Regions from separate parts of the Mus musculus genome. Here all the other regions are linked to region 5. Evidence: chromatin contacts called from public HiChIP or PLAC-seq and promoter capture Hi-C data. All regions are on one chromosome and are shown on one strand. Each heading gives the region's core, a stretch centred on a gene start, on an enhancer-like site or on the middle of the called end of the contact. The rest is flanking DNA. Distances are from core to core; before and after follow the strand shown. Region 1 holds the start of 8430415O14Rik (a long non-coding RNA gene). Region 2 holds the start of Herc3 (hect domain and RLD 3). Region 3 overlaps Fam13a (family with sequence similarity 13, member A). Region 4 holds the start of Fam13a (family with sequence similarity 13, member A). Region 5 holds the start of Ppm1k (protein phosphatase 1K (PP2C domain containing)). Region 6 holds the start of Tigd2 (tigger transposable element derived 2).

What was found. Promoter capture Hi-C pulls out the DNA fragments that hold promoters and counts their contacts. HiChIP or PLAC-seq counts read pairs in DNA pulled down with a chosen protein or histone mark. Capture Hi-C pulls out chosen DNA fragments and counts their contacts.
Region 1: a contact with region 5 is called in a promoter capture Hi-C map of hippocampal neurons, with 3 times the contacts expected there. The contact joins the promoter of 8430415O14Rik here to the promoter of Ppm1k in region 5. A contact is called at or near these places in 4 of 39 promoter capture datasets (the 3T3-L1 cell line, 3T3-L1-derived adipocytes, hippocampal neurons and 1 more) and 1 of 115 datasets of contacts at active chromatin or transcription factors (astrocytes).
Region 2: a contact with region 5 is called in a promoter capture Hi-C map of liver. The contact joins the promoter of Herc3 here to the promoter of Ppm1k in region 5. A contact is called at or near these places in 3 of 39 promoter capture datasets (cranial neural crest, hippocampal neurons and pre-B cells), 3 of 484 Hi-C or Micro-C datasets (CD4 T cells, cerebral cortex and embryonic stem cells), 8 of 115 datasets of contacts at active chromatin or transcription factors (astrocytes, cardiomyocytes, embryonic forebrain and 5 more) and 2 of 9 other capture datasets (adipose tissue and liver).
Region 3: a promoter capture Hi-C map of hippocampal neurons shows a contact between it and region 5, with 4 times the contacts expected there. The contact joins the enhancer-like site here to the promoter of Ppm1k in region 5. A contact is called at or near these places in 3 of 39 promoter capture datasets (hippocampal neurons, liver and pre-B cells) and 1 of 115 datasets of contacts at active chromatin or transcription factors (astrocytes).
Region 4: an H3K27ac HiChIP or PLAC-seq map of microglia shows a contact between it and region 5, with 6 times the contacts expected there. The contact joins the promoter of Fam13a here to the promoter of Ppm1k in region 5. A contact is called at or near these places in 4 of 39 promoter capture datasets (the 3T3-L1 cell line, cranial neural crest, liver and 1 more), 1 of 484 Hi-C or Micro-C datasets (cardiomyocytes) and 2 of 115 datasets of contacts at active chromatin or transcription factors (microglia and pancreatic cancer cells).
Region 6: a contact with region 5 is called in a promoter capture Hi-C map of pre-B cells. The contact joins the promoter of Tigd2 here to the promoter of Ppm1k in region 5. A contact is called at or near these places in 8 of 39 promoter capture datasets (the 3T3-L1 cell line, the C10 cell line, hippocampal neurons and 4 more), 1 of 484 Hi-C or Micro-C datasets (CD4 T cells), 2 of 115 datasets of contacts at active chromatin or transcription factors (astrocytes and thymic regulatory T cells) and 1 of 9 other capture datasets (adipose tissue).

The regions. Positions count from the first base shown.
Region 1 is chr6:58,961,656-58,966,851 of GRCm38.p6, reverse strand. 8430415O14Rik (a long non-coding RNA gene) reads right to left here and starts at 1,653. Exons shown (of 4, transcript XR_001785268.2): 1 at 1,198-1,653. It overlaps Fam13a (family with sequence similarity 13, member A), which reads left to right. Exons shown (of 18, transcript NM_153574.2): 8 at 1,644-1,791.
Region 2 is chr6:58,828,490-58,833,610 of GRCm38.p6, reverse strand. It overlaps Herc3 (hect domain and RLD 3), which reads right to left and starts at 2,146. Exons shown (of 26, transcript NM_001361966.1): 1 at 1,679-2,146; 2 at 1,075-1,209.
Region 3 is chr6:58,930,540-58,935,476 of GRCm38.p6, reverse strand. It overlaps Fam13a (family with sequence similarity 13, member A), which reads left to right. Exons shown (of 18, transcript NM_153574.2): 18 at 1-1,941. Among named protein-coding and RNA genes, the nearest start is that of Nap1l5, 26 kb to the right of the region's middle. Within about 2 kb of position 2,791, at least 82 of the 459 cell types and tissues checked have an H3K27ac peak or open chromatin away from gene starts, as enhancers often do. A contact at or near this core is called in hippocampal neurons, where this site is marked.
Region 4 is chr6:59,022,564-59,027,124 of GRCm38.p6, reverse strand. It overlaps Fam13a (family with sequence similarity 13, member A), which reads left to right and starts at 2,623. Exons shown (of 18, transcript NM_153574.2): 1 at 2,623-2,813. The coding sequence starts at 2,785. It overlaps Gm52905 (a long non-coding RNA gene), which reads right to left. Exons shown (of 2, transcript XR_003956447.1): 2 at 2,215-4,561.
Region 5 is chr6:57,532,621-57,537,102 of GRCm38.p6, reverse strand. It overlaps Ppm1k (protein phosphatase 1K (PP2C domain containing)), which reads left to right and starts at 1,616. Exons shown (of 7, transcript NM_175523.5): 1 at 1,616-1,823.
Region 6 is chr6:59,207,185-59,212,163 of GRCm38.p6, reverse strand. Tigd2 (tigger transposable element derived 2) reads right to left here and starts at 3,294. Exons shown (of 2, transcript NM_001081145.1): 1 at 2,983-3,294; 2 at 131-2,825. The coding sequence starts at 2,014. The coding sequence ends at 437.

The DNA.
Region 1 (5,196 bases), core at 404-2,903, 1.4 Mb before region 5:
AGTGACTGATGTAATATGACTGCTTTCCAGTAGACAGGTAACAACTTCAGAATATCCTAGAGCATATCAGATATTTACATTATGATTCATAACAGTAGCAAAATTACAGATATGAAGTAGCAACAAAATAATGTTATGGTTGGGGGTCACCACAACATGAGGAACTGTATTAAAGGGTCGCAGCATCAGGAAGGTTGAGAACCACTACCCTAGAGTATAAGACCTTGGTATTTCTTGTAATGTTACTGCTCATTGTGACTGTATTGAAGTATTGTTTTGTTCACCATGTTAAGAACTGCCAGTCTTCATGCTTCACTCAAGAGAAACAGAATAGCACAAAAGCACCAGGAATTCCCTGGGTGATCTCAAAGTGGGTCAGACAGCTACTAAAAGGAGATGGAAGGCTTAAATAGCTCTTTATTTTAAGTATAACATCTCCTACATTAGTGAATTCACTTATGGTTTCCAGATGTTTTTGTTGGTTTTTTTTTTTCTAATTAATGATAGGATAACTAAAAATAAATGTTCATTTACCCCCAGAGAAAATATTTTGTACAGATCTATGCTACATGAAAAGTACATTTTCTAGTAAAAATATTTAAGCACAGTCATTTATGATTTCCTGAACGCTAGAAGAGCTATAACAGCTTAAATTACAATATGCCAAGAGAACAAGTTACAAAGACAATTTTGTTGCAAAAGAATTCATTTAACTGCCATTTTAAACACACACACATACACAAAAGAACTTAGCTTAAATATCTGCATTTTAGGGAAGGTTTTTCCCTTCCATCATTTCCTAGCCAGGTGTGAGTACCACCAATGGCAGAGCCAAATGCAGCTTTAGTATTCAAGGTTAACTGAATAAATAGAAAAACAATGACAACTGCGTATTTTTAGGATAAAATTACACATCCCCAACTTGCCAGCTCTTACTTTTACTCGGAGGGAAGATCATTCTCCCTGTATCCCTGGCTTGTTTTCAGGGTCTGTTTCTCACAGCTAGCTGAGATGAAACACCAAACCCCAGCCATTTGAATTTGCGCAACAATGTTTTAATACCCAGAGAGCGCCTCCATAAATAGTCTGTTCTCCCCACACTCTAGAGAAAACAGCCCCATTTAATCGATCTAAGCCTGAAGGCTCAGAAGACTGTGGTGGCCCCAGCTTCTCCCTTTCCCTTGCAGGAATGTTTACCTAAGCGGCAAAGCCACCGCTTGCCAGACACACCATGTTGCTGCCACAGCCTTAGCAACCGTGGCCAGCTTTTTGTTGTTGTTTACCGTCCGATGGGCCATGCTCCTTTAAGAAACATAAACTCCTTCTCCTTCTTTCCGGTCTTAGTCAGTAATCACTCAAGACCTGTCAGCTGCTTGGAGTTATCTGGAGGAGCAGCCTAAGGAAATCATCTTGCCTCTCCCCTCCAAGAAGAAAAGTTAAAGGCTGGCAGATGGACAGTGGCTATTTGCATGAGAGTAGCCAGATAGTGCCCAGGGGGCATCAAGCCCTGTTTTTTATTTCTGCAGTGGAAATGTTAGCAGCTGTGGCTTGGGAGGTTGCATTTAGAAGGCGTGGATTGATGCAAATGTTTTTGCATTTTGGTGAACAGTAGCTATTAGGGCACACTGTGCTGTTTTTTTCAGAACCCCACGATGAAGATTCAGGAGCATCCCAGTCTATCTGACACCAAACAGCAGAGGAATCAAGATGGTGAAGATCAGCAGGAGAGCTTTGTCCCAGATATGCCCCAGTTGGACCTGACAGCATTGTGCGATGAGAAGACCTGGGAAGGTAGGTGATCATCTGCAATCTGGGTTTTGCATTGCAAAAGCATATATGAATAAGTATATACAAGGTTTGTGACCACATGCCTGTGCAGATCGGAGTATGAGCCATGCATGCAGAAGAAACTGGGTTTCTATTAATAATAATTTTTAAAAAGACAAAATCCCTTACCAGGCATAGGAACATGCTGTTTAGTGTTGCCAAGGGTAGTTGCAATACAAGAAAGGAAAATATGCAGGCTCTTTGTCCTGGTGTCACCTTGCAGTATATTTTTAAGCCACCAAGAGTGCTGCCCTGATTGTGGTACACTCCAGAAAATCAGCCACCCACCATCTCACCCACTACCCTCATGCCTTAGCTAGCCCCTGCTACCCACCAGCCACACTCCACTACATTATTCACTTCCTGAAGTATACATTCCAAGTTTTTAAGAAAGATATTCTTCTTTGCTTCTCTTCTATCTTTTAATGTATACATTTTTTTAAAAATCTGGTTAACACATCATTGGGAACATTGATTGAAAGCAGTTCTTTGCTGAAGACCTCTGACATGGTTTTAGCTTGTTCTTTTCTAGAGCCTTCTGATGAAGACATCAGAAATTTACTCTGATATCTGAAGAAGTGAGCTTTCTCTCAACTATATCAAGGGAGGGTTCAAGCTGCCTCCTCTATCCCTCTGTCTACACTCAAATCTGTGTCACTGTTCTAGTGTGTGCCTGAAGGCCATAGAGAGAAATGGGCTCCTGGCTTTAGTAAGGCAGCCGAATGCCCATAATGACTTAACAGAGTCACAACTAGGAAAAGCAGCCCTGCTTGTGTGGGTATGCCCTGTCCCAATCCTTGCCCACTCCTCAGTTCTCATCTAATCATCAAAAGTCCATGGGAAGAGCCCACAGGGTGAAAGGCTATCCTACTTATTGTCCTGACCTAGGGAGCTCTGTGAGAACAGACCGCTTAATTTTCATGTTTTCCCCCTATAATCTAAGAAACCTGTTTTGGTTGTTTTCATATAATTAGGCAGCAGATCTGAAATTTTCTCAGATCATTCCAACTCAAAATATTCAGAGAACAAAAGAGGGCATGGTTGACTTGCTTCATGTGAAATTTAACTAGTCTATTTCAGGATATCTATTGGTTTGACATTTATTTTTGACCACTTTGAAATAAGCATATGTCTTTTTAATCTATAAATTGGCAACAATCTAGCTTCTCTAACCTTAAGAGTCTTAGAGAGATCACTGTTGCCCAAATAAAAGCAAAAGCCCAGATAAATAAATACCGTATTTGAGTTCAGTGGTATGGGCTATTATATAGCTTTTAAATAAAAAGAAGAGTCTGAATCCAGAATTCAAATGAGCTACTGTCTCTTCCTTGCTCCTCCCCTGAAATAGACTCAGTTTGATTATTTCTCTTGGTTAATCACAAATGTAAATTTCTCTCTCAACACACATAACTTAAAATAACCCTGAACAAGCTCTTCAGAGTGGTTAGAAGCTGATGTAGAGCTTCATAGAAATCATTCCAGGAAAGAATTTGTCTGCAGAGAATAAAAGTGTAAAGGAAGCAGCATTTTATTTAGAAGGCTGGGCAGGATGTTTTCCACAAGGTTAGAAAAATACACCTTACAGGCTGGCTTGGGCATGAGACTTGTGTTGGTGAATTGCTGTGACTATTCTCTTTTTTTCCCCATTATATTTGCATTTGTTGTTGACCTTCTACAACTTTAAAATCTACAGGGATTTATTTTTCAAGGTTCTTTTGGCAGTTTGGTTACTGATCTCACTAACCCCTTTAAAACTACATATTTTAATTTCCAAACTGCTTTGTAATAGGAATATGGCCATAAGTATAGTCAAAATAAAGGAACCAATGTGTAAAGCTAGGTTAAATGACAACAATGAATTTGATGGTTACAATATCATCTACGGCTTCTTTAAGAAATGGAAAGATGTTTTCCTAGTAGCCAACAAACTTCACACTAGTTTAAATTATGCCCACATAAGCAAGACAAGAAAATATAAAGGTGGAAGCAATAATCACGAGACTGTAAGACAAATATCCACTCTCAGCCTCCATCCCCCTCAAAGAAACAGTGTAGAAGGACACTCTGGGTTTGTGTGACTGCTCCCTGACCTGGTCACAATCTGATGTGGAGCCAGGAAGGGTCACCTGATATGGGGTGGCCTGAATGGCTGAGGTAGAAACCCCTGCTGTATGTGCTGCGGAAATAGTGTTCTCCAAGATATTAAGCTTAGGATAAAGGAAACAATGAAAAGGATTGAAATGGTAAGTAGATTCCATAGTCTACAAAACAAAACCCTTGAAAAGTAAACACAGTGTCCATCGCATCGCTTGCTAGCCTGCAGTCAGCCGTGCCTTTACCTTTTAAGGTACGTTATGTAATCTGTCATGCGGTTATACTTTTTGGTGTTAGGGTTTCAACTCTCCAAAGTTAAATGAATACATAAATAATCAAAGGCATTGTTCTGATATTGAAAGGTAATTAGAATTGTGCAATTAAAGGGCATGTTGATGTGTATGATATTTAAACATAACTATTTTATTTGCCCTGAAATTAGGTTAAAAGAACACTTTGACCTGGGAATGGTAGCTCACACTTACAATCCCAATGTAGGGAGGCTTATAATCCCAATATGTGTGAAGCAGCAGAATCACCATAACTTTGAAGGCAGCCTGTGCTACAGGGTGAGACCTTGTAGCACAGGCTGGCCTTGGAATTACCAGTGTGAGCCTCCACAAACAACAGAACATTTAAAAAAAAAGTCACAAAATGTTTAATTTTTCTCAGTTGTTACAACGGACAACAATTTTGGAGAGAAATTGTATTTAAGAGTCACGAAGAGAAACTGGTGAGATGGTTTAGTAGGTAATAGCATGTATTGTTCATACCAAGGACCTGAGTTCAACTCTCAGCATCCACATTACACAGCTTACAGCTGCTTGTAGCTCCAGCTCCAGCAGATGCCCCCCCCCCAACCTCAGGCACATGCACATATACAGACATATACACATGTACATGTAAAATAAGCAATAATAAAGATATTTTTAAAGAAGAGTCATGGAGAGGGGTTGGCAAGAGGGTTCAGTGGGTAAGGGCACTTGTCACCAAGTCTGGTAACCTGAGCTCAGTCCCCAGAATTTACATTGTGGAAGTAGAAAAGCAACTGTCACAAATGGTTCTTTGCCCACCACATGTGCACCATGGCACACAAAACCACAATCAATCAACCAATCAATTGATCAATATAAAAAAGTATTTTAAAAGAATCACAGACAAGCAAGTTGTCTTAAAAGATCTCCATTTGACCTATCCCATCATACAATTAAGAAAGCTGAGCATCTCCTAACTTCTAGATCATGTTCTAAGCAATGCTAACCAGGCATCCCATCA
Region 2 (5,121 bases), core at 897-3,396, 1.3 Mb before region 5:
TAAGGGTGGGGGGAACTAAGACTCAGAGGCCTTACGTTAACTCACCCCTCACCATACACTAAGGCATTTGGACTGTCCCACCTCTGCTTCGGGATCTACATGTTAAAAGAAATGACTTCCGAACAGGACTCTGCTAAGTGCTTAAAAATACATAAGCCTAGAATGATTGTGCACACCTGTAATCCCAGGGCTAATAAGGCTGGAGCAGGAGGATTACTGAGAGTTCAACATACGCTTGGGCTATCCTAACTTAGAGGCCAGTCTATACCATATAGCATGACTCCACCCCAAAAAGAAAAAGGGGAAGAAAGGCCTGAGTAAACTTCTGAAAGGAAGAATGTGTTTAGCCATTCAAGATGGAACGTTCTTCAGTGTATATCAGGATAAGGGTTTGGTTAAGATAACCTCAGTCCAACCTTGATCAAGTTAGTCACCTTTACTGTGACTAAAGTCATAGAGAGAACCTTATAAAATTCTTGCCACTTAATAGGGGTAGTAAATTTTCACTACCTTCAAATCTCTTATATAGATAGATTGAACAGAAATTATTGAAAAAAAAAATAATTCAATTTTGCTGTTCACTTCTCTAGGTATCTTTCACAGCTAGCTAGCTAGCTACCTGACCGCAACTGCTACTTTCGTTTCTCCCTGTTACCATATCCTCTAAGTGCAACACAAGAAGTCACAGACAGGCACCTCCAGTCACCCAAATAAAGCAAAGGGGAGCATTAAGATGTGATAAGATCACCCACGGAGCAGCTATGTTAGTATGAGCCATTATATAGTCTGTGGTCCTGAATGAGTTTCAGACATCATTTCTACCTTCGTAAGAGAATCCCTTTCAATTAGGAAACTATCACTTTTATTTCTGAAACTGGTGCAAGGTTGTTTGTCTCCAGCTGGGGCGCTCCTTTCATTACTTACACAGACGGTTTTAAGTGGTTATACAGATCTTAAGAGATTCAAGTTTGTCCCGCAACATGAAATGCAATACCCAATGACTTCTACAACACAGTTTAGAACATTTTTGGACTCCTGGTTCTTTTTTTAACACAATGAAACCCCACTACTTACTGAACAAGTCCAACTGGCTAACAGTGAACCATGCTTCTATTTTTCACGACAAAGGAGTTTTGCATCTAATTTGATTCCTGCAGTTTAACTTCTCAGATGGGGTCAAAACTGGAGTAAGCCACCGATTTTGTTTTTCTGATTTATATCCGTGGAAAGGAATAAAAAAAAGAAGAAGAGACACTGTCATTTGCCTCTGAAAGTACCACATCGCTCTGGCTGCATTTTAAAATGCTAATCCTTTTTACTTCTCTTTCCTGTCTTTCCAATCTAAAGCTAAAAATCAGTTCACTTTATCAAATTATCAAATGAAAGGTTCTAGAAATAGCTTCCTATTTGTGGAAAGAGACAGAAGGCACATAAAAAATGGAAGATATCACTTGAATCGTCCTCCCCCAAAGCACCCCGGATGAGACAAATCCCAGTAAAACCTTCGACGCCTTAGGTAAAATTTAAGGCACTTCCTAGTGGGGCAGGTGTGAACTCTAAAAGAAAACAGCCAGGAACAGCAAAGTTCAAGCATTCCTCCCCTGGGGCCCCGAGCTGCACACGCTCCCGGCAGCAGCACGAGCGAGTCTCCCCAGGTCCAGCCCTTCAGTCCACACACCTGCTCCAGGGTCCAGCCGTCGGCTCGGCCGCAGCGGCGTCTGCACCAGACACCAGGTCCCCGAGCCCCGCCCGCCAGCTGGGTGGGAGGAGCCCGCGGCCAGCCGCAACGCGAATTCCCCTGCCGCGGCGCCGCGATGCTCTTCACGCAGGGAGGTCACCCGCCGCCCGCGGCTAAGCGGCTAAGCAGAGCCGGGAGGCGCCTCGGCGACAGGGAGCTGCGGACAGCCCAGCCCCCTCCTCCGCGGGTGCGGCGGGCTCGGTGCCCTGAGATCCCCGCCCCGCCCGCACCTGCACCCGGGTCCGCAGCGCCGACCCCGCGGTCGCAGCCCTCAGGCAGCTCGGGCCTCCCCGGCCTTCAGCGTCACAGTAATAATGAAGTTTCCCCCGCACTCCCGCGGGCGCAGAATGAGCTGGGAGACCGACTTCCCGCCTGGCCAATGGTGGCGGCGGCAGCGGGGCGGGGCGCGGCGGGTGCGGAGAAGGCGGGGCGACGTCGGGGCGGGAGGGGCCGGGGAGGTGACCGGGAGGGGGCGGGGAGGTAGCGGGACTCCCGGCGGGGAAAGAAACCTGGAGGGGGCGGGACCTAGGGCGAGGGAGGTGACAGGGAGGCGGTGGGATCGGCGGCTGGGAGGTGACTGGAGGTTGAGGGACCCACAACCAGGTGTGGTAGACAGATGGCAAGACCCTGGACCCAAAATGGGAGAATGCAGGAGTAACCTTTGCTGGAATAAAATTGCTTTTCGCCAGCGAGGATGCAAAGGAGCGATGCCCAATGGTGTGGGGGTTTTGGTCGATTGGGTTTGTTGCTTGCTTGCTTGGTTGCTTGGTTGGTTCCTTTTGGTTCTGAATTCAGGTTCTTATTATTCATGCAGAGGTGAGAGGGGGAACTGGGACTGGCATGGTGAGCTGTAAGGTGGCTGCCAGAGCAGAGGGTAGTTCCAAATCCCTGTCACTCAGGGGCCAAGAACTGCGGGCCCGCAGTGGTGCAGAGTCAGGCTTGACTAGAGAGGAGAGCACACTGAAGAAAACAGAAAGTGTGAGAATCACCAATTCTAAAACCATAAAGCCCCACCTTTGGTCTAAAACTCCCGTGGGGGACGGGGGTCTGGGGGTGGGGAAGAGTGGATAGAAGTTTCAGCTCCACTTTCCCAGGCCTGTAAGAGGATATTCAAGCTTTCTTCTTCTCCCAAGGCCAAAAATGCTCTCAGCTACGGCTCCTCTCATCTTCAAATAATCTTCAAGAAAACTATATGGTAACAGTAAACTGATGTATCTGCCTGCCTTGAATTTGAAACGCTGAACATGGGGGCTTTAACCCAAAAGAATGTACAAAATTCTCCAAAAACTAGTTTAAGGTGAAGGCATGAGCCCATATCAGCATATACAATCCTGAGAATATGTACAAACAAGCACCTCTTAAAGGGACTCCTCAGTACATCCTGACTTATCCATATGTAACAATAACAAAAGAGACCATTCATTTGAAGGGGAGCACATGAGAGATGCTTAAGGAGTGGTAGTGCTATATTTTTATTTTAATTAAATTTTAAAAGGAAAATGACTCTAAGTAGAAGAAATTTCATAATCTGACATATCCAGAATAATTCAGATCTCATCAGGTCTTCAGGCTTTGAAAACCTAACATATTAACCAATAGAAAAGAAATCTCAAGGACTGATAGATTCTGAGGATAGGGCAGGAGACTGGTATATCCTGAGAAATACAACAGTGCCCTGATATGTCCTCAGGGTAAGGCAGTGCCCTGATGTATCCCAAGGAATAAGACAGTGCCCTGATGTATCTTGAGGCTTATGGCAGTGCCTCAATGTATCATAAGGATATGGCACTGTCCTGGTGTATCCTGAGGAATAAGGCAGTGCCCTGATGAATATTCTGAGGATATGGCAGTGCCCTGATGAATATCCTGAGGATGTGGCAGTGCCCCAATGTATCCTGAGGAATAAGGAAGTGCCCTGATGTATACTGAGGATATGGCAGTGCCCTGATGTATCCTGAGGATATGGCAGTGCCCTGATGTACATCCTGAGGATATGGCAGAGATGTTGGCATCATGGGGATCTTCAGTGATAACTGAAACACCTCTGAAACCAAGAAGATGAGGAAGTAGAATCTCTGTTTTGGGGTAACTAAGACAAGGTTTCGTAAACTTTCTCCACTTGTAGTCTCTCTTTGCCTCCCAAATTTTTACATATAAACATATAAAATAGGCATTGAAATCATAAGCAATTTTAACTTTAAAATGATTCTTTGTTATCATACAGTTTCACCATTTATTAAAGAGGACAGAAAATTAACATACTAGTTAGATTGATTGCTCATTTATTTTACATGAGGAATTAAATCTTGTTCAAATACCTGTCACTCCAGGACAGATAACAACATCAATGTTTTTCAGAATTAGACACTTTGATTCTATAAGCATCAATGCTGAGAAAGCCATTTGACTTTGTACTTCAGCCATTTTGTGCATATATATATATATATATATATATATATATATTATATATATATATACATATATATATATACACACACACATATATATATGAATGATATATAATGACTGAAGTATGTTTAAGGTCATTTTTTAAATGATGAGAAATTGTTCTGAGCTCAGATCAAAATTTATTGGATGATTTTTTTTTTAACTGAAACTCAAGTCAGAAATTCAATTTCTTAAATTAAACATTCTACCACAATCCAACCCGAGACTCACTAATTTAATATAAACTCGTTCAGGAATGTCAATAAGTGGATATCAAGTCTTTCTTCTCTGTAATTAAACCATTATTTTCCTATAAGAGCAGAAAACTGGATGTGCAGGAAAAAAATTGTAGTTCAATACACAAAAGTCCCAAACCTGAGCTGAGCTATTCAAGGCAGTGTTGGTGGATGATGCATTAGGCACAACAGTATGCTCAGTGGTTTAACAATTTCTGTAATGCAAAGCATGCTACTGTGTGTTCAAAACCAAAACTTCAATGAAATATAAAACTGCAATTAGGGGCAGGGAGTGCTTTTGACTTAATATTTGGTCACGGCATATTCAAGAATTAACACATTTTTTGTGACCCTTACATTCAGTGATGTGATTCCACATGGGGTTGTGACTCATGGTTTAAAAGGCCATGTTCTTTAAAAAATAAATAAAAAGCCACAAACCTTTGAAATATGAATCACAAAGGCTGTTTTTAGAAACACTAGAAGCAAGAGTCATCACTCATTCTCCAGATGTGTAGCAGTGTTGGGAAAGCTCAATATATTACAAAGATTTAAATGCAATTAGAAACATCACTAGCAAGAACTAGGTAGATGACCAAGGAGAACTTATGGTAAACAGCAGGATCCTTTTTCTTGTGTCAGATATAAAGCTCATAATCAGTCTCAATTTTGGGCTATGAATCTAGTTGGTTTTGTGTA
Region 3 (4,937 bases), core at 1,542-4,041, 1.4 Mb before region 5:
AGATTGACTCCTGCTTCCATTGCCTGCCTTAGAAACTGCCTGCATGGAAGATACCAGTGTGACCTGACTAAGGAATTTTATAGTGGGAGAGTCAAGACTCCTACACATGTCAATACACACTGCAGTAGGAACTTCACTGACATGAGCAGCGATTAGACACACCATCAGACTCGGCAGATAACCTGTTCTTCCCTGACAACTGAGAAACATGAGGCCATTCTAAAACTGTGACAGGCACAAGCTCAGGACTTCCCTTGCAAAGCCTGCTTGTTGTGGAGGTCCGTGCCCACCCTGGACCCCACCACATGGTTGACCATGTGTTGGCACATTATTTGCTGCCTTGGCCATTTCCCGAGCTGCGCTTATCCACTCTGACAAATCCATTTCCCTGTTAGCTCTCAGGTAGAAGGAGGCTGCATCCATCCAGTGGCGGGGCAGTCATTTCATTGACTAGATCTCTCAACTGACAGACTTTAAGTCCCTGCCTCATACCTGTGTACACTGAGGACAGAGTGACTAAACAAGTAGCTATGCAGATGTTATTTTAAAATCAGGTGACAGCTGAAGAGCCTGAAAACTCTTCAAGACACTGACTGCACTTTCCAGTCTCAGACATTGATGCCGAACACAAAATGCGGCCGGTGTTCCTATGATAACCTGTTTGGGGCTCAATTTTGTTGTTGCACTAGCCAAACAAAGGAGTCTTGCTTCATTATTAGATGAGATATAAAATATTATGGGAGAGAGGGAGTCTGTATCAGTCTCCTAAACTTACCAGAGCATAATTTTTCTACGAAAGTAAATCTGCACTAAAATCCCTAAATGGATGGGGAAGATGTAGCCCTAAGTGCTCAGCTCATTCTCAAGGCAGAATCTAGATCACACCGTTTTCAAGATCATACATAAACAAAATGGTGTGTGGCCCATTTTGATGCTGTGGTTTTTGTTTTTCCCAAAGACTATGTCACAAAGCTGTCTATATTAGACATTTTGGAGGGACCAGGGAACTTAAGACACCCCCCTCCCCATTATTCATCTCTTCTGTGTGCCTGCTGTCATTCCTGTGATGTGTTCTTTCTTTTCATCTACCACGCCCGCCGGAAGAGTGCAGGCTTGGTTTTGCAGCTGTGCAACAGCCCTGTGTCTGAGAGACTGAACTGTAGGCTGGGCAGACAGCAGAGAGACCCTGTTCTGTTTGGAGAGTCACCTTCGAGAGGGCACAATGTTAATGAGAAGAATGGAAAACTGTACCACCAATTACAATGATAAAATAGGTTTGGGGGTCTCCAGTCAGATGATTTTCAGCACTGATTCCCCCACTGTAGCTCTGTCACCAGGAGGCTCTTTCAGTAACGGGTGGGGTGGGTGGAGGATTCCTTCAGTTTTGCTTTTACAAACAATCCCCTAGAAGCATGAGCTATGTGTTGGAAATACTGTTTTTATCCACACACTTAAAGACGATACATAATCCTACAAATTTCAATGTACATGAAAATGTAGTTTGATATTCTTTGCTCTGCTGTTTACATTTGCTATGATTTCCAGGAGTTATACTATGAATAAAATTCTGTAATGTAGGACGTTTTCTATTTTTTGAGGCCTGAACATGAATCATGCACATGACCAAAAAAATTGTATTTTTAAAAGGAAATCCATATCTAGTCTGTAATTTTTAAGTACTTAATCTCCTAAGGAAACTGGAATGACTCAAATCAGCACCAGTTAACTTTTAAAGCACATCTGCTTAAGAGCACTGTTTTGAAAAGAATACACTAGAGATTTCTTCTTTAAAGCTGCATACAAATGAGAAGCTATTAGATGTTTTGAAATCCATCCTTTGCACCAAAGGTAAATGAACTAAGATTTATTCACGACTCCCCATTCAGTTTTATGTGATCAATAAATTACCACGTTATTGGAAAATAAATCATGTATGGAATACCATGGTTTCCTTCATAATTTCTAACTTATTTCCTTCATAAAATGGAGCCCAGATGAAGGTGGGAGCTGTGTTTATGCCAGATCTTCTCGGAAGGCATATTACTCAGCGGTTTCTGGCTCTGCAGGAAATGTGGGGAAAATTGGTTTCCATGGCAACTGTCTCTGCAGCTCTTCATCTCCTAGCACTAGAGGCAGCATCTTAATTGGCCTCGCACAAACAGAATGCTGTAGACTAGGGATTTTCTTTGGGCTCTTGGGAGTGTGCATATATATTAACACATAGCAACAAAAGTGCTGAGGGTTATGTAAGAGTAAGCTTGACTCTGTGATCACAGGGTAGCAGAGGCATGTAATGTTCGAAAGTAACTGTTTTTATCGTGTTTGGTCTGGAGTAAACATCTAATAGATTTGTATATTATTCAGTATGTTGTCGTTATGGCATTTAGTCTTCTTATCATTCAGGTCAGACTTTACTTTTTAAGACTCGGTGGCCCGATGTTTCAGATAAAGGCTCGCTTTGAAGTTTAACAAACCTCTGTAGACATTTTAGAACAAGCTTAGTGGTCCCCGTGCAAGATCAAGTCAGATCTCAAATCAAAAAGCTAGGTTTTTGCTTTTTTTGTAGACTTCACTGTGAATCCTAGATTTCTTCTGGTTGGTTGCCAATTTTTAAAGCTTAATCTTACTTTCAATCAAAAGATTAATATTCACAGCAGATCTGCTATCAGCCATGGCTGGAGCAGAGAGCAATTTCCACTTTGTCTCATTCTGATGCAACACCTACGCAGCGGAAAAAGCCATTTGCAGGCTGGCTCTGCTCTCTGAACCTGACTTGTCTAGGCGAGGACCATTAGAACCAGTTCCTGCTGGTATACTCAACACTGTCTTAGAGCACTGTGGGCTGACTAAACTGTGAGCAGTATTGCGCTTGCAATTCTTTGTAAGTTAAAGACTCAGAGTGAAAGAATAAAAATGGCTCCGATACCCTTTACAGCAGTCTGTCTAGTGGCTTCCTAGTTTTCAGTAGAGGCAACTGGATGTAGCAACCATCAGAGACATAAAAGGAGTGTCATACATTTAAACTTGATTTTCAGAAGAGATTTAATCTTTGGTAAGATGGTGTCGACAGTATGTGCATCACAGAATGCTGTGTGAAAGACTAATTGCAGTCTAAATTCTGTTCTGCTTTCATGGATGTTTCTTCCAGGACACTCACGTCCTCTGTGCTCTCCACCCCCACCCCCAGTGAGGCAAGGTGGAGTCCCTGCTGAGATCAGTACCCATGGGGTGTTTTCTCAGTGTCCATTTGGTTAAAGCAGTAGAGAGGAACAAAACTGTACCCCAAATGCTGAAGCTACTTAGGAGAATCTAGAATGTTTTAATTTCCTTCATTGATATAATTTTGTTCAGTTGACCCTAAAATGCTCTAAAGAGAACATTCAAATTAAAAAAAAAAAAAAACAGAAGGAAGGAAGGGAGGGAGGGAAGGAGGGAGGGAGGGAGGGAGGAAGGAAGGAAGGAAGGAAGGAAGGAAGGAAGGAAGGAAGGAAGGAAAAGAAAAGAAAAAAGAAAAAGAAGCCAATATGTTTTCAAATTGCTCCACCAGCATGGCTACAAATGCTAGCCAACATGGGATGTTCCAAATAAGGGTAATATGCACATACCCAACACTGTACATATCACTGGCAGTGGTCCATGATTATAACACATGTATGAATATAAACGAAGGCCAGAATTGTAGATACACATTCATGTGTATGTGAAGGGAAAGTCTATGTGCATTGACAATTCCATATTATTTTGAAGGTTCATGGTTCCCAGAATGGTGCCAGCCAGGGTCAAGTGCATGGCCCAAGCAATCAGTTTGTTGGCACGTTGTTGAAGCATGAAAAAAAAAATACACAGAAATGGGTAAAATGTCACTAATATGGGCCCCAGAACAATACTTACATGAAATATAATCAGAAAAATATTTAAATTACCAATGTCCTTTAAAAAGAGAAATTGAATTCAAACCATTGTGTACATTTTTTTTTACACATGACTGCATTTTGTATTTAAAAAATAAATTATTTTTAACTGTAGAAGCTCTGAAGTTTGTGTCAGCATCATGTGACTACACTGCTGATGGGGTGTGACCTTTCCCTTCTTGTAGGATCCAATGCTGGCTCATTTGCATCCCTCCGAAGCCTCAGGAGGATTAGGTTTTTGTTCTGTCTCCAGAGAAGGAAGGGCCCTACAAGGAGAGGCAAATTGTGCACACGAGTGTGGTAGTCAGTGCAGAAACTGGAAAAGCAGGTGGTCCTTTCTACCAGCTGCCTTTAGACTATTCGAAATAGCTGAAGGGGTGCAGAAGCGAAGCAAATTCTGCTTAAGGAGAATTCTCTTTAGTTAAGTACCTTTCCAAAGTCTACTCGGCCACCTTGGGTACAGAGTTTAGGCATTTACTGTTCTAAAATTAAACAGGGACAATCAAAAGTTTGGAGAACATGCATTGCATCTGTGCGAACACCTCAGCTTTCTGAGTCACCTGGCAGGCCAAGTGCCACACAGCTGCCTGAAGGGAAGTCTCAATTGTAGGCACAGGACTGTCCTCCTGTGGCTGAGGGAACACAGGACTCCAGGGGTAAAAGGCATGGGAGTAAGACTCATACTGCTCATGTGGTATATACTTCGAGTGAGTAAAATGACCTCGGTGGAAAGACCTTGTTCTACTGTGAAAATATGAGTGACTTTCAGAGTACAGCGATGATATTTAGTTCCATTATTCCAAAACTGAAGCCCACCTGAAGTACTTTAGTTGTTCTTCAATGGAAGCAAAGTAATAAACTTGGAAAAAATGATAGGTAGTATTTAGTTACCCCGATTCCTTCAATATTTTGAAGTTGCTTTGTGTATGCATTCATGCATTACATATGGTATATACATGTAAGTATAACAATGAAGGATGCCAGAGCAGGACAGGCTTCCTATCATTCTCCACTTTATTGCCTTCA
Region 4 (4,561 bases), core at 1,374-3,873, 1.5 Mb before region 5:
GCTTGTCAATTCCTGTTCCCAAAGAGTGACCCAGCAGATATGATTCATTTGGACAACTTCTATGCAGGTTGATAAGGAGTACAGGTACATTTGCTCCAACCAAATTGTGGTAAGATCCAGCAGCAAATTTTCTGTCCAATATAACAAGTAAGTTCAGTTTCACAGAGCAGAAAATGCCTTTTGTATGTATGCCACATTGGCACAGTATCCTGTGCTGGTTAAACTCACTGAGAAGCTTGCCTAGAAGAAAGGACTTGGAGCTCCCATTTCAGATTCAAGCATGTTTATCTCAATGTCTTCCCAAACCCCTGCCTGGGTCACACTGGCCCCTGACTCTGTGACAAGGAAAAGAAGAAAACAACACAGCTCAAGGGTCAAGTCATTGTGTCCTTAGGGTAAATTATTTCCAACACGGGATGCTGTTACTTATGTCGTGACATAGAGATGTGAATAGTAAAGGCAGCTAATGAGATGCTCATCTGTGGAGAGAACAGAGAGGGTGTTCTGCCTAGAAATCTTCAACCAGTGACTCTAGTGTTATAGTTCTGACTGGGATTCCTTAGCTGATGTCTAGGGGTGGCTGTAGATGTAGCTTTAAGAATGTTTTGCTGGGCATCTGGTGCTTCTGTTTACCTACATACATGCATTCAAAACCAAAACACAGCTAGGGTAGGTCACTTTTCTTGACAATGAAACTATAAAATAACAACAACAACAGCAGCAAAATGATTAGTCCTCTAAGCCTTTGAGAATGAAAAGAATCAGGCATGCTTTTTATTAGTCCCACCAGAAACCCTTAATAGATTTCAAGGTATGACTAGAGGAAAAGAAAATGGCTTTTCTAGTCATAGGCTTTACACTAATCTATCCTAGTTAAAATGGGGGAAATGTATGTCCTCTCTAATCTAAGATCAAAGTTCATAGTTACAAGGTGAACACGTAAGGATTTTTGACTCTCTCTCTCTGTATGTGTGTGTGTTTGTGTGTGGGTGTCTCTGCCTTTTATTTGCAGAAGGTATTCCTTCATGCCAAGGTTATTTTAATAAACTATCAAAACTCTTACTAAAATGTAAATGTTTTCTATAAGCACAGGTAATTTTAATTTGCAATATGTCTTAGTTAGGGTTTCTATTACTGCAATGAAAACATCATGACCAGAAAGCAAATGTGTGTGTGTGTGTGTGTGTGTGTGTGTGTGTGTGCGCGCGCACGCTCATGCGCGCCCTCACACACTATTTGGCTCACACTTGCACATTAAATTCATGATTTAAAAAAGCCAGGACAGGAACTCCAAGAGGGCAGGAACCTAGAAGCAGGAGCTGATGCAGAACCTGTGGACCAATGCTGCTTACTGGCCTGCTCATCGTGACATGCTTACCTCGATTTGTTATAGAACACAGGACCACCAGCCCAGGGTGGCACCATCCACAATGGCCCTCCCCGTCCAGTTACTAATTAAGAAAAAGGTCTTAAAAGCTATTCTCAATTGAGATTCTTTCCTTCTATGTAACTCTAGCTTGTATCAGGTTAATGCGAAAGTAGGCTGTGTTAGAACTTATTAAATTTGCATAATATGAAATAAATTGTACAAGATGTGTTTCTTGCATTGTATGAAGCCTGTGAACTACAATTACTTCCCTAGAAATAGTGAGTGGCCCTGAAGAAATTACAGGGGCTGGAGAACTGGCTGCTCTTCTGGAGGACCCAGGTTTGGTTCCCAGCATGGCCACTTAGCCATCTGTAACTCTAGTTCCAGAGGATTCAATGCCCTCTTCTGGCCCCCTTAGGCAACAGTCACACATGCCATGCAGATGCAGGCAAACACACACACACACACACACACACACACACACACATATGTGAGATACAAAATAATAAAAGATCATTTACAAGCACTTAGAAAATCTTATTGGAAAAATTGGTTTTGTAAAATATAAGAATATATAATAAGAAACAAATCTCTTCCAAGTGCAGTTGACATTTTGGGTAGAATGTAAAAACAACAAACAGAAGGGCCACACCAGTAGATGTTTTGATCTCCTGAAGACCTGAATCCAGTTAGGGCACCTTGTCCTCTTCCCCTTGAGTGATGTCACCAGGAACTGCTCACAACCTAGTGTAAATAAGTATCTGGGGAAGAAACTGTGGGTAGGGCAAGGGTTCAGGTATTTCGTCAGGAAAAGCCTAGAACAATCTGGAAAAGCTTTCTCTGGCTACTGTTTGGGTAGTTTTTATTTGTTTATTTATTTTAGAAAAAAACAAGGTGCAGTCCAACTTGGGCCTCAAAGAAACGGGACCTTAAGGGACGCTGTCTGTCCTTGACACTGCATTTCCTTGCTGGCTTTTCTTGCACTTTGAGCCATGCAGGATTGGGCTCCTCTGCAGTTATTGGTTGCTCTTCACAGACTGACAGACTTGTCTGGAACCTCTCAGAGGAAAGTTTCAGGTTGCTGGGGCTTGCCAAGCCCACTAAGCAGCGAGCAGAGCAAAGTGGGGTGGGGACAGAAGGAGGAGCGGGAGAAGCGGGAGGAGGATCAGGAGGAGGAGCAGCCTTTCACACTCCACTGCTCCGCCTCTGATTGGCTCTGGGTTTCAGCTGCTTCGCTGGAACAAAAGGTCAAAGTGGACTGCAGTGTAAATGTGGAGGCAGCCGATAAATATCCTTGCCTGCAGCTGGAGGTGGAGAGGCAGTGTCAGCTGCAGCAGGTTGTGTGTTCCGCGGGTCCTGCACACAGGGCTTGACTGGAAGGCACTCGGGGATCCCGTGCAGATTCGCACACGAGGATGGCTTGTGAAATCATGCCGCTGCGAAGGTAGTGTTCTCTGCTTCTTATGCTGTTTGGTATTTTCTGGGCAGCGTACTTGGCCAGTGCTCTCGGCATCATTAGTAACAGGCTGCAAACCTTGCAGTCTGTTCTGCACAGTGCTCTTTCCTCAGACCAGATAGAAACATTTAAATAGCGCACTTCTCTTTCACTGACACTTTTGTGTAGTTGCTCATGATTATTGGGTTCAGCTATACCTTCTTTTAAGGGAAGTGTATTTAAGACAATACCTCTGCAAACCGAAGCAAAGCAAACTGAATGGGCTTCCTGGGTCTCCAGGCTGTTAGAGCTCATAGATGGATCTGATTCTCTGCTCTCTAGGCAAGGACTTTCTTCAAGTATATTGTAGTTATCGGAATAAAGGTTGAGAACAATGTTTTTCCTTGAATAATTCTAGGTAGATTGGTTACCCAAATGACGCTTGGAAAAAAATAACAAAACAAAAACAAAAACCAAAAAGGAAAAAAAAAATGCTGTGTAAGAGTGATAGAGCACAGGGTTCTGGCTTTGCTTTTGAGGACTGTGATGGGGGCAGGGGGTGGGGTGTCTCTCTGAGTCCTATAGAAATAAATAAAGGTAACTAACTGTACATAGCCCTGGCTGTTAGGAAGCACACTGCTGGTGAAGTAGACCCGAGTGCTGAGTGCTGTGTGTTAAAGCCACTACAGAAATCACTGAGTCCTGTCCCCACAGAAAGTCTGAGCCGCCCAAGGTCACAGTTCATAGTTTAAAAACTGACTTGTGCTAATCATATGGTTACATCTGAATTGCAATTACTTAGTGATAGTGACATTTGACTTCATATATATGTTTCATTTACAGTTTTCTATGGAAAATGGTATTGTCAAAAATCAGACAGTAATGGCAATTTATTGAAAATACTTAGATGAAATGAATTTACTGAAAAGAAACAATCCCATGTATATTTTGTTTGTGCTTTAGCAACAGAAATATGATTTTAAAAGTGTATCATTTTTGGTAAAGAGATTCCTTCAGGCTGGCTGTGGTGAGAGCCAGTGTGGTTGTTTTTCTTTTGCTGTCCTGACATGTCCACTGTAATAGGAACTTGATGTGGTGTTCAGAGTACCTTATCAGAGAATTGATACTTAATGTAGAAGAAAGTGCTGTGTAGAGTAATCTATAATTCTACATTGATTTGGTGGAAAAGTCCCCATGCTTGAAATTTCTAAGAGAACAAAACTAATGTACACTTTTTGGAGTTTTAATATCTAATTGTTAGGTTGGGAACTTTTGTCCTTCCAATGATGTCGGTCCTCAAGATCTCTAAGCAGGTCATGTTTTAGATAAAAAGTATTGGCCATTACTAAGCCCTGTTGTAGCTACACAAAAATAGAATGCCTGCTATGTAGAGCAAAAATGACCATGTGAGTTCCTGAAAACTATTTTACATTGTTGGTCGCTATAGTGAAACTAGAAATCTCAGTGTGCATTGCAGAATGCTGAGTCATGACTTTTGTCTCTCTGGTCACTCCTCACCAGCTCACTGTGCACTCAATGTCCCCTTACTTCCAAGCCCCATGGCAGGGATGATTGATCCCCTGGCAATCTTCACTTGCAGTTTATTTCTGCTTTTGATTATACACTTCTTGAAGACAACGGCCAGGTGTGTATGATGAGGCTTTCTGCACAGAGGTCCCTTGTGAGTCTAAGTGTTTATGCCGAATCGCTCATGATCTTGCAGGGTGTCTCTCTTCAGATCTCAGGCCAATGTCTTT
Region 5 (4,482 bases), core at 367-2,866:
AAAAGTCAGCGTGGAGGCTGCCCCTGGACAGAAGCAGTAATGGGATGCCCGGCAGGATGAAGGGTCCCTTGGGGACTAAAAACATTGTTTCTTGATCAGGTGCTAGATATAAAGTCAGGCTGTATGTTGTGAAGATCTCTTGAGCCACACTCAATATGCACACTTTTCTGTCTATATGCTGGATCCGGTAACAATTTCAAGAGCTTTATGAAAATTGATTCTCTATCCAACATAAGCCATTGTTAGATTTAGTGAGTCACTAACACAAATATCACTGTCGAAACATATTATTATTAAATGCACTGGGTCTCCAGATGCTCTTGGACCAGGAGGTGCAACTAGGCAACACAACTTAATTATTAATTTTAAGAATATTTTTAATTAAAACTTATTCCATACATGCATTTTGAGCAATTCTTTCCCCTTCCACAATTCCTTTCAGATCCTCCCCACTTCCGTACTACTCACTCAACTTTATGTATGTTCTCTCTCTGTCTCAAAAAAAAAACCCAAAAACAAAAAACAAAACAAAAAAACAAAAACCCAAAATCAAAACAAAAACAACCCAATTAAGACTTAAAAAGTGGAGGTGGGGGGAGCTGGTGAGATGGCTCAGCGGTTAAGAGCGCTGACTGCTCTTCCAAAGGTCCCGAGTTCAAACCCCAGCAACCACATGGTGGCTCACAACCATCCGTAATGAAATCTGATGCCATTTTCTGGAGTGTCTGAAGACCGCTATAGTGTACAGTGTATAAATAAATAAATAAATGAATATTTTTAAAAAGACTTAAAAAGTATCAAAACAAAACCAAAACACGCACACATAAAAAATCATGGAGTCAATTTAGTGTTGACCAGTATTCCTGTGCATGAAACCTGCCCGGGAGTGTGCTGATACAGCCTGAAAGGCATCTGCTATTGTCTTCTGCTCAGATCCATCCTGCCTTGACTAGATTCAGCGCGGTAAAATCCGCTGCCCAGTGTTCTCCAGCCACACCTGAGCCGTTCCCTCTTTAGACGTGATTTGTCTTTTACTGTTTATTTGTTGGCTTGCTTCCTCATCTTCCTTATTAGACCGAAGGTTCTAAAGGCAGTTATCTGATTATTTGAATCAGTTTGGACCCCCAGATCCAAGGCAATGCTTCCTTCAAAAGACGGAAATCTTTTTGGCATGCAGGATAGTCGCGAGCCATCCCAAGATGCCTGTTAATGCAGTCCGAAGAACATTGGTTTGTGATTTGTCAAAGAACACTGGATGACGTACAAGTGCTACACTCAAGCAAAGCGTGGCTGTCCGAGTCTCGATTTCTTGGGTCAGAGTTAAGATAACTTTGGCAGAAGTGAAACTCCCTCCTCCAGTGGCTGGCGAAAAGCAAGGTCCCTGGTGCCTGATTCGAGGCCGCCAGGCCCATCAGGAGGGCGGGGCGCCAACGTCGAACAGCTACTGGCCCACTTTGACGTCGCTCTACGGCGTTTAATTGGCAATCTGAGAGGTCAAATTGCCTGTGCAGGAGGCTCGTTCCTATCTAAATCTGTAATTGGCTCAGATTGAGGGCGGGCAAAGAGTCTTTCAGAGCACCAACTGGCTAGTGTTGCTGTCAATCATCGGAAATACACTCCTCCGGGTCTCCATTTGGCCAGCTGCGGTTGATTTTTTTTTATTTTCCGAGAATTTCCAGGAGTGGAAGAGACTGTGGCTTCCCTAATTGCTTGTTCTGGAGATCATAATCAACAGAGAAGTCAGTCTAGTTTATCATCCAAGAAATCCTTCCCTTCCTTCCATTAGCCAATTAAGAAATTTACAGACACCTACCCATCACAAGGTAAGAGCCTAAGGAGTTTAATTCGCTTATTCTCCTAGGTTGTTGACGAGACATTGGCGGTCTCCGGAGGTCCCCGGGAAGGCGAAAGAGAAATATGAAATGAGTTCCTGCAGCTTACTCTGTCTGAGACCGAGTCCCACGCGCATCTCTCTGGGTTCGATGTGCTCCCTTTTTCTGGAAGTGGAAAGCAGCTGCTCTCGCCTAGGCCCACGGTGGCTGCGCCCGAGCATCCGGCTCCCCCAAAGCAGCCTTGGTCGGCCTTGAACTTGACCTCGGGCTGATAGTGAGCCCCAGGGAAGCAGGGATAGAAAGATGGGCGGGGTCCCAGGGAGAGAATGAGAAAGCTAGCAAAGATAACAGAACCCTGATTCACTGCAGCGAGACCCTTTGGTGCGCTCCTGCCCGCGAGAGCAGGCATAGCTGCCTAAGAACTTGGGATGCCAGATCTCAAGAGCTCAGGAGAGTGTTGTCCTGCCGCGTCCAGCTTCGTTCAAGGCCAGCAAACCAGCCCACGATTCTATCCAGCCCAGGCTTGCAAAGGGACTGGTGTAGAGAAGGATTGCGGAGCCCTGGTCGTTTGGATCTGAGAGCTTGTGTTTTGCTTTGCTAGGAGAGCACTGTATCTTAGGGGCATGTGGCTCCTGGCGCAGGTTTTCGCAGACGCTTTCTGTAGATGAGAGAATTTACCCGGAGGAGACAAAGATTGAGGCTCTGGGTAGAAATAGCTAGGAAATTTCGACTCTCAAAAGCTCCACCGGTTTTCGTTGTAGGAGCTGCAGGAATAGAAACTGCGAAGCCCCCAACCCCCAATGTGCATGTCAACCCGGCAGAGCAGATGTAGCCTCTGCTGGACCTGTGCCCTGGTGAGGAAACCTGGGGCTCTCTTGAGATCGAGATCTGCAGGGCTTGGCGGAAGGGGCTGTGTTGCCCTTCTAGTGTGTGTTGGAACTTGTGGAAATTGGAAACCAGCTCACCACACTGTATGACAAATGTCATAAAATAGGAAGCTTTGGATAATGGGCTCTTGTTTATAATTGTTTTTCTTGCAATCCGAGTCTCTTTTTCCTTGTCTACATCAACCCACCCCCTTCACAGAGTTGAGTAACACTTACTTTTCAATACTGTATTCTCACTTCGCCTATGAAAACAGACTCTCACATACAACCGAAGGGAGTTATTGACCGTTTTGTTGTTTTCTTTTCTCCAGTAAACTAACATTTCCTTTCCTCCTAAAAGGCGATAAAGGCATCAAGAGTGCGGATTTCCTAAAATACATTTCTGAGGTTTTCAGATGATTTTAGTTGTTTATTGGGGTGCACTGGGGTTTTGTTGTTGATGGTGGTAAAGAAATTTGGAGTTTAAGAGTGTTAAAAATCGGGCCGATGATGTTGCTTGACCACTAAAGGCCTCTGCCTGCTTGCACTGGCCTGCACTTCCCCCGGGCTCACATACATGTATGTATGCATACATACATATCAAAAATTATCTTGTGTTTCCATTATGGAAAAATACCAAAGTGCCACTTTCTAGTTACCTCACCAGCTTCCTGGAGGGAGGAAACTCCAAGCCCTCTGCTGACTGCCAGAACCCTCAGTCAGTTAATCCTGCCGAGTTCTTGTGTAAAGTGATAATAATAAACTTCCCCTTTGAATAGTTTTTGACATTCAGATTCCAGTGCCAAAACCTGCTATCGAGATAGGACTCCTTTTTCCAAAAATGAAATTGAAAAAGCTCAGGGGTTAAACTGCTGAGCAAGTAAAACATCTGAGAAATATGAAAAGGAAAGTTGGTGCAGTAGTCTTGCATCTGCATGTGTGGGTCCTTGTGCTATGAAATCAAATGGTGACTGGCAAACTTCACAAGGCCCATGAGTTGAGACTGGGTGTTAAGTAGTCCAGACTGGGCATTAACTCCTGATCCTCCTGCCTCCATCTCCTAAGTGTTGGGAATCAAACTCCTTTGGCCTGAAGTTGTTGTTCTGGAAAAGTGGGTTTCACAGTACTGTCTTGAAGATGATCTCACAGCTTCTTAAACTTTTGGGGCTGAAATTTCTGCTAAATGGAATTACTTATATGGCAATAACATTGTTCTAACATTGCAATTCTATTTATTTCTTTACTTCTTAACTTGTCAGTTTTAAAGTATCAGGTTGAGGAGGAAGATGGGGAGAAAGACATAGTCACACAAATCAGGAGGAAATGGTGGAAAAGGCGTATTTTCAGAAATTTATAATAGAGAACATAATCTAGAATGCATATTTTTAAAAGATTTATTTATTTTATGTATGTGAGTACAAGGTCCCTCTCTTCAGACACAACAGAAAAGGGTGTCACAGATGTTTGTGAGCCACCTTGTGGTTGCTAGGATTTGAACTCAAGACTGCTGTCAGTGCTCTTAATCGCTGAGCCATCTCTCCAGCCCCTAGAATGCGTTTTTACTTTTGGACATACACAAACATATTTTTAAAGACTGATGTGGGGTTGGCGAGATGGCTCAGTGGGTCAGAGCACTGACTGCTCTTCTAAAGGTCCTGAATTCAAATCTCAGCAACCACATGGTGGCCCACAACCACCTATAATGAGATCTGACCCCCTCTTCTGCTGTGTCTGAAGACAGCAATAATGTACTTATTTATAATAATAAATAAATTAAAAAAAAA
Region 6 (4,979 bases), core at 2,045-4,544, 1.7 Mb before region 5:
ACAGAGTCACAGCAAAATCCTTCAAGAACAATCTTCGCTGAACCCTCTTAAGAGTCTCACCCATGGAAATGTGAACTCATCTCCAATATTTTTTACTTTACAAACTGATATTCAGAAAAAGTCATCAAAATTCAATTTGAGCAAGATTTATTGAGAGCCTACAGTGTGCATTGCCCATCACTAGACATGTTGAAATTCAGTACACAACATATCTCAGCCTCCAGTATACTATGATCTAATTAGTATAAAACAGTTTAGACACTGACAAATGAATTCCATGTCATTGCTCAATCAGAGCCAACATTAAAGAGGTGTAATTTAAGTAATCCAAAACATCATCTAATCCTAATCATCTGTAACATTTATTTGGCTTTAGATAAATTCCACTGCAGATAGAAGTCACAAAGATGAAAATACATAGCAACAGAAGGGAGTATTATAGATGACTTTTATTTTGTATTCTCTGTTTTCTTCTTATAATGGTCCGAAGCCTCCGCAATACCAGCTTATCAGAGAGTAGCATGTCATCTTGTTGTTCTAGATAATCCAGCAAGTTTTCAGTCCATTCAAGTGCAGCTTTATGACTAATATGCTTCTCTGGATTCAGTTCTGCTTTCCTAGTTTTCCTAGAAGGTTTTTGCTCAGTGACCTTCGCCCGGTCTGCAGCACCTACAATGTCAGCTAACACCTGACAGTTTGAGCCACTACTCCGAGAGTCAAACCACTGCTCAATATTTTCAATGTTAACATGTTCACAGTCTTCAGTATTCTGCAAAACCGTTGCTAAATTAGCTGCTAAAATGGCTCCTTCATCGATGCTCACACTCGGGTTTTCCTCATTGCCAGGGAAAAGTTTTTTCCACGCTCTGGTTATGGTGTTTGATCTTATCTGGTTCCAGGCTCTTGATGCCTCATAAATTGCATCCAACACAGTCAAATTCTTCCAAAATGTTTTTGGGTCATTTCCTTCATCCATGTACTTCTGGATAAGTCCTGCTCGGTAATATCTTTTGACTGTGGTTAGAACTCCCTGGCTCATAGGTTGAATTAGACTTGTGACGTTTGGTGGCAAATATTTCACAATTATTCTGCCATCATCTGAGCTCAGCAGTTCTTCAGCTGGATGTGCTGCAGGAAAATCCAAAAGTAGTACTGCTTTTTCTCGAAGCCCTTTGGATTTCAGATGCTTCTGCACCTGTGGCACAAAGCACTTTTCAAACCACTGTTTGAGAACAGATGGCTCGATCCATGCACTTTTTTGACTGAAGTAAGTGACAGGGAGGTTTGAAAGGTCAGTACCTTTGAATGCACGGGGTCTTTTTGCTTTCCCCACAACACAGAGATTAAGCTTGTGTGAACCTGTGGCATTTGCACAACACATAATAATGATTCTTTCTCTGCTTGTCCTATATTCACAAGTACTCTGGTCCGTGTCAAAAGCCAATGTCCTCGTTGGTAGACATTTCCAGAACAATCCAGTTTGGTCAGCACCATAAATCTGTTCTGGTAGGAGATTTTCTCTTTCCACAAATTCCTGAAAGTTACCACAAAATTCACTGGCAGCAGTTTCATCCCCTTTTAATTTTGTGCCTTTCCCTGCAGCCTTTGGAATACCGTGGCGCTGCTTAAACCTAGTAAGCCAGCCAGAAGAGGCATTAAAATCACCCTCCATGCCCAATGCATCGAAGAAGAACCTAGCCTGCTTTGCACAGATCGTTCCAGACACTGGAATGCCATCTGTTTTCTGTTGATTAAACCATTCTATCATCACTCTGTCAAGCTCCTCATACGTTGACGACTTCATGGATTTACGCTTGGACACCCCACTAGTTGGGTCTGAACTGTTGGCATAGTTTATAATTCTCTCTTTGTTTTTTTTAATGTCACGAACTGTGGATTCACCAATTCCATACAGGACAGAAAGTTTTTTGAAGGAGTTGCCTTCTTCAAGCTTCTTAATAATGTCAAGTTTGTCTTTAATTGTCAGGACCACACGTTTACGTTTCCCCAACATTTTAGTCTAATTATTTTAGACAATTAACAACTTAGATTTGAACACAAAGAGACCAGAAAATGGAGGCTTAAGAGTCCTCAGCTGTTCCCTAAGACTTGGATGTTATAACAATTTTCAACGAAAGTCCGAGTTTTTCCCTTTGCATTTTAGAACTTAACCTGTTCCTATGACAACGAATAGCTCCAGATAACCCTTGTTTCTCTTCTTCCTCCTTGCTCTTTTCATTAAATTGCAGCCTTACTGAAAGCTCTAAGTTGAATCAATATTGTCCTACCGAGGTTTCTAAAACATTCTCATGATGATCAATTTTTGCCATTACCATGGGTCTTTTTTTCTTTTTCTTTTTTTCTTATGCTACGTTCAAGAAAACAGTTTTACTCGGGCTTGCACACTTAACAGACAGAAACACGGAGCAGGAAGCCTCACAGCCTGACTGTTGATGTCTGTGTCAGACAGCCAAGTGAGTGAACGCTCTCTTCAAGGCAAGGACTCTTGATGAGTACCTATGAAAGTCACAGCGAGCAGAGGTGAGCTGTCTCACCTCTTAGAATGTAAGTGGACAGGCAAACAACTCAGTACTTTAAACCAAAAAGAACTTATTGCTAATGGCAACTGAAAGGGAAACAGCGGACAAGTGATGTCACATGATTCAAGAAAGGATAAAAAACTTCATTGGTGGAAATCAGGACCCAAGGCTGCAACTAGGGGGTGGTAGGCTGGGTGAAGACCATACAGTAATCCTGGTGCAAGAAGATCTCCATGACCACAGAAGTAGCTGCTGGGGTGGTAGAGGTACTCGAGCCTTTGAAACCTATAGGAAAATACCAAACACGTTTTCCTTTCAGTATCAGTCCACCGTATAACTCATACCTACCCCTGCAACTGTGTCTAGGACATTGCCACCTATCAACCTGACAGGTAATAGACAAATAACGCTCGCAGGCACCACCCGGGAGCTGAGAGCCTACCTCCTGACACTACCAGGGCCTCTCCGAGACCGCCGGCCAGCAAGCTCCGAGCCGGACGCTGGGTGAAAGTCGGAGGCAGAGGGTCACGGCCGCAGCCCTACAGCGAGCGACTGGTCACCAGGCGCGCGGGACGCCGGGAAGCAGGGTGCGGGCATCGCTCCGCCTGACCGGCCAGAACGCAGAGCCAGCAGAGGAAGTCCCCAGCGAAGTCGACCCCGCCAGCCACCGCAGAGCGAGCGCGCAACGGAGCTGCGCGGCCGAGCCGGAAGGCAGGGGATTAGGTGCGCGCGCGCGCCCCCGCAGGAACGTGTTGTCGGCGAGGGGCGGGATGCGCGGGCGAGCCCGCTGACGGGGGCGCGGCTTCTGGGGGAGGGGCGGGGCTTGGCCAATGCTCCGCCTCCGGACACCCAGCGTGTGGCTCACGGCTGAGACCAGCAGAGGGCGACGCAGGGTGATTCTAGGTGGCCGGACTTTGCAGATGAGAAGGGAATAATAGCAAGGTTTTCTTTCTGGTAAGACTCAGGGAATATTTTAAGGCCCTAATGAGTTTACAGCTGTAACCTTCCAGGAATCTTCCCTCAAGGACTCTCTTCTGTTATCTTCTAACTAACAGGTTGTTCTGTTAGTATCATTTGGGTAATTTTCCTATATTTGTGTCCAAGGAAGTGAGAGTTGTGCTGTTTTGAGGATCATGTTGTTTTTTTCTTTTTTCTTTCTTCAGTAGCTTAAGATATATTTTAATCATGTTTACAATGTTACAATTTAGTATTGATGTTTTATGAAGTTAAATTATTAAATGAATAGTCTTAAATCCACTGTGGTGTTTTGTTTTGTTTTGTTTTGTTTTTTGAAAAATTATATAATTACCAAAAGCCAAAAATCAAATATTTGGAATACCTACTGTGAAATTTAAGAGATTAAAGGTTGTACTTGATACTTGTTATTTTTCTTAAATCTAGTTATCAAATGTAAAAATAAAAAGGCCCAGGGAGTGCACAGAGCCTCTTTGCCCTCTTCTGCGGCTGCGGCAACACAGAGCCGGATACCAGAGGCCAGCCAGCATGACGGTCGGCACTGATGACCTTAATGCTGGTGCAGGAATATAAGGACCACTTCCTGCTGTCAAAGGGGAATTTCAAGACTTCCACCTGTATCCAGTCCCAGCGTAGAGCCCCTCTCTTGCATAATAGTTTTTTAGGTGGTGTTGTTTTTAAATCCTTCTTCCACAAACTACAACCTAATGTGGATTATTCTGTTTCAGAAGAGGTTGTTTATTTGTTTGTTTCTCTAGAATTCTAGCACCAGGAGAGAGGGAAATCAAACCAAGCATTCATTCACTCTGCAGAGAAAGAATGTTGATTACTGGCCCTCTTTTGTCTCCCAAGCCTTCTCTGTGCTGCTATTCTCAGAGTCCCACCCTTCCACTCTCTGGCCTGCTGGATGGAAATCCTTTGATCTTTGATCTATCTCTGCTGTCCTATGGATGACTTTGGACAAGCCCTAGTTTTGCCTGAAAGTAGACTTCCCATAACTCTCACCCGCTTCAAGCTTACAAGGAAGCAATCTGAGTGGTTCCAAATGACCATTCCTAGTAAAGAACAATTTCATTCATATTGCTTTTAAAAACTTCCCTTCTCCCTTCTCGTTCTTAAGGAGTGCGCAAAAACACTCGCACCTGTTCATTCCTTAACAGAGGAGAACTAGCTTTCAGACTGCCAACCTCATAGAAATCAGGCTGTTCTTAGCCAAACGGAAGTTTGCCTGGCTTTCCTCTCTTCCAGCCTCCTGGGGTCACTGTGGCCTATGGTATTAAAGAAGAAAAAATGAAAAAAAAATCCTGCCTTGCTTGCCCATCCCACTTTTGGAAGCTAATTTCCTTCTCCATAGTGTGTTTGATGAGTATTTGTAGAATCTACCCCCAGTCAATTGTTTACCCCTTCTGTAACCTCATGAAGAACAAAAGCCAGATGCCGATATCATAAAGGCTGTCAAGCCTC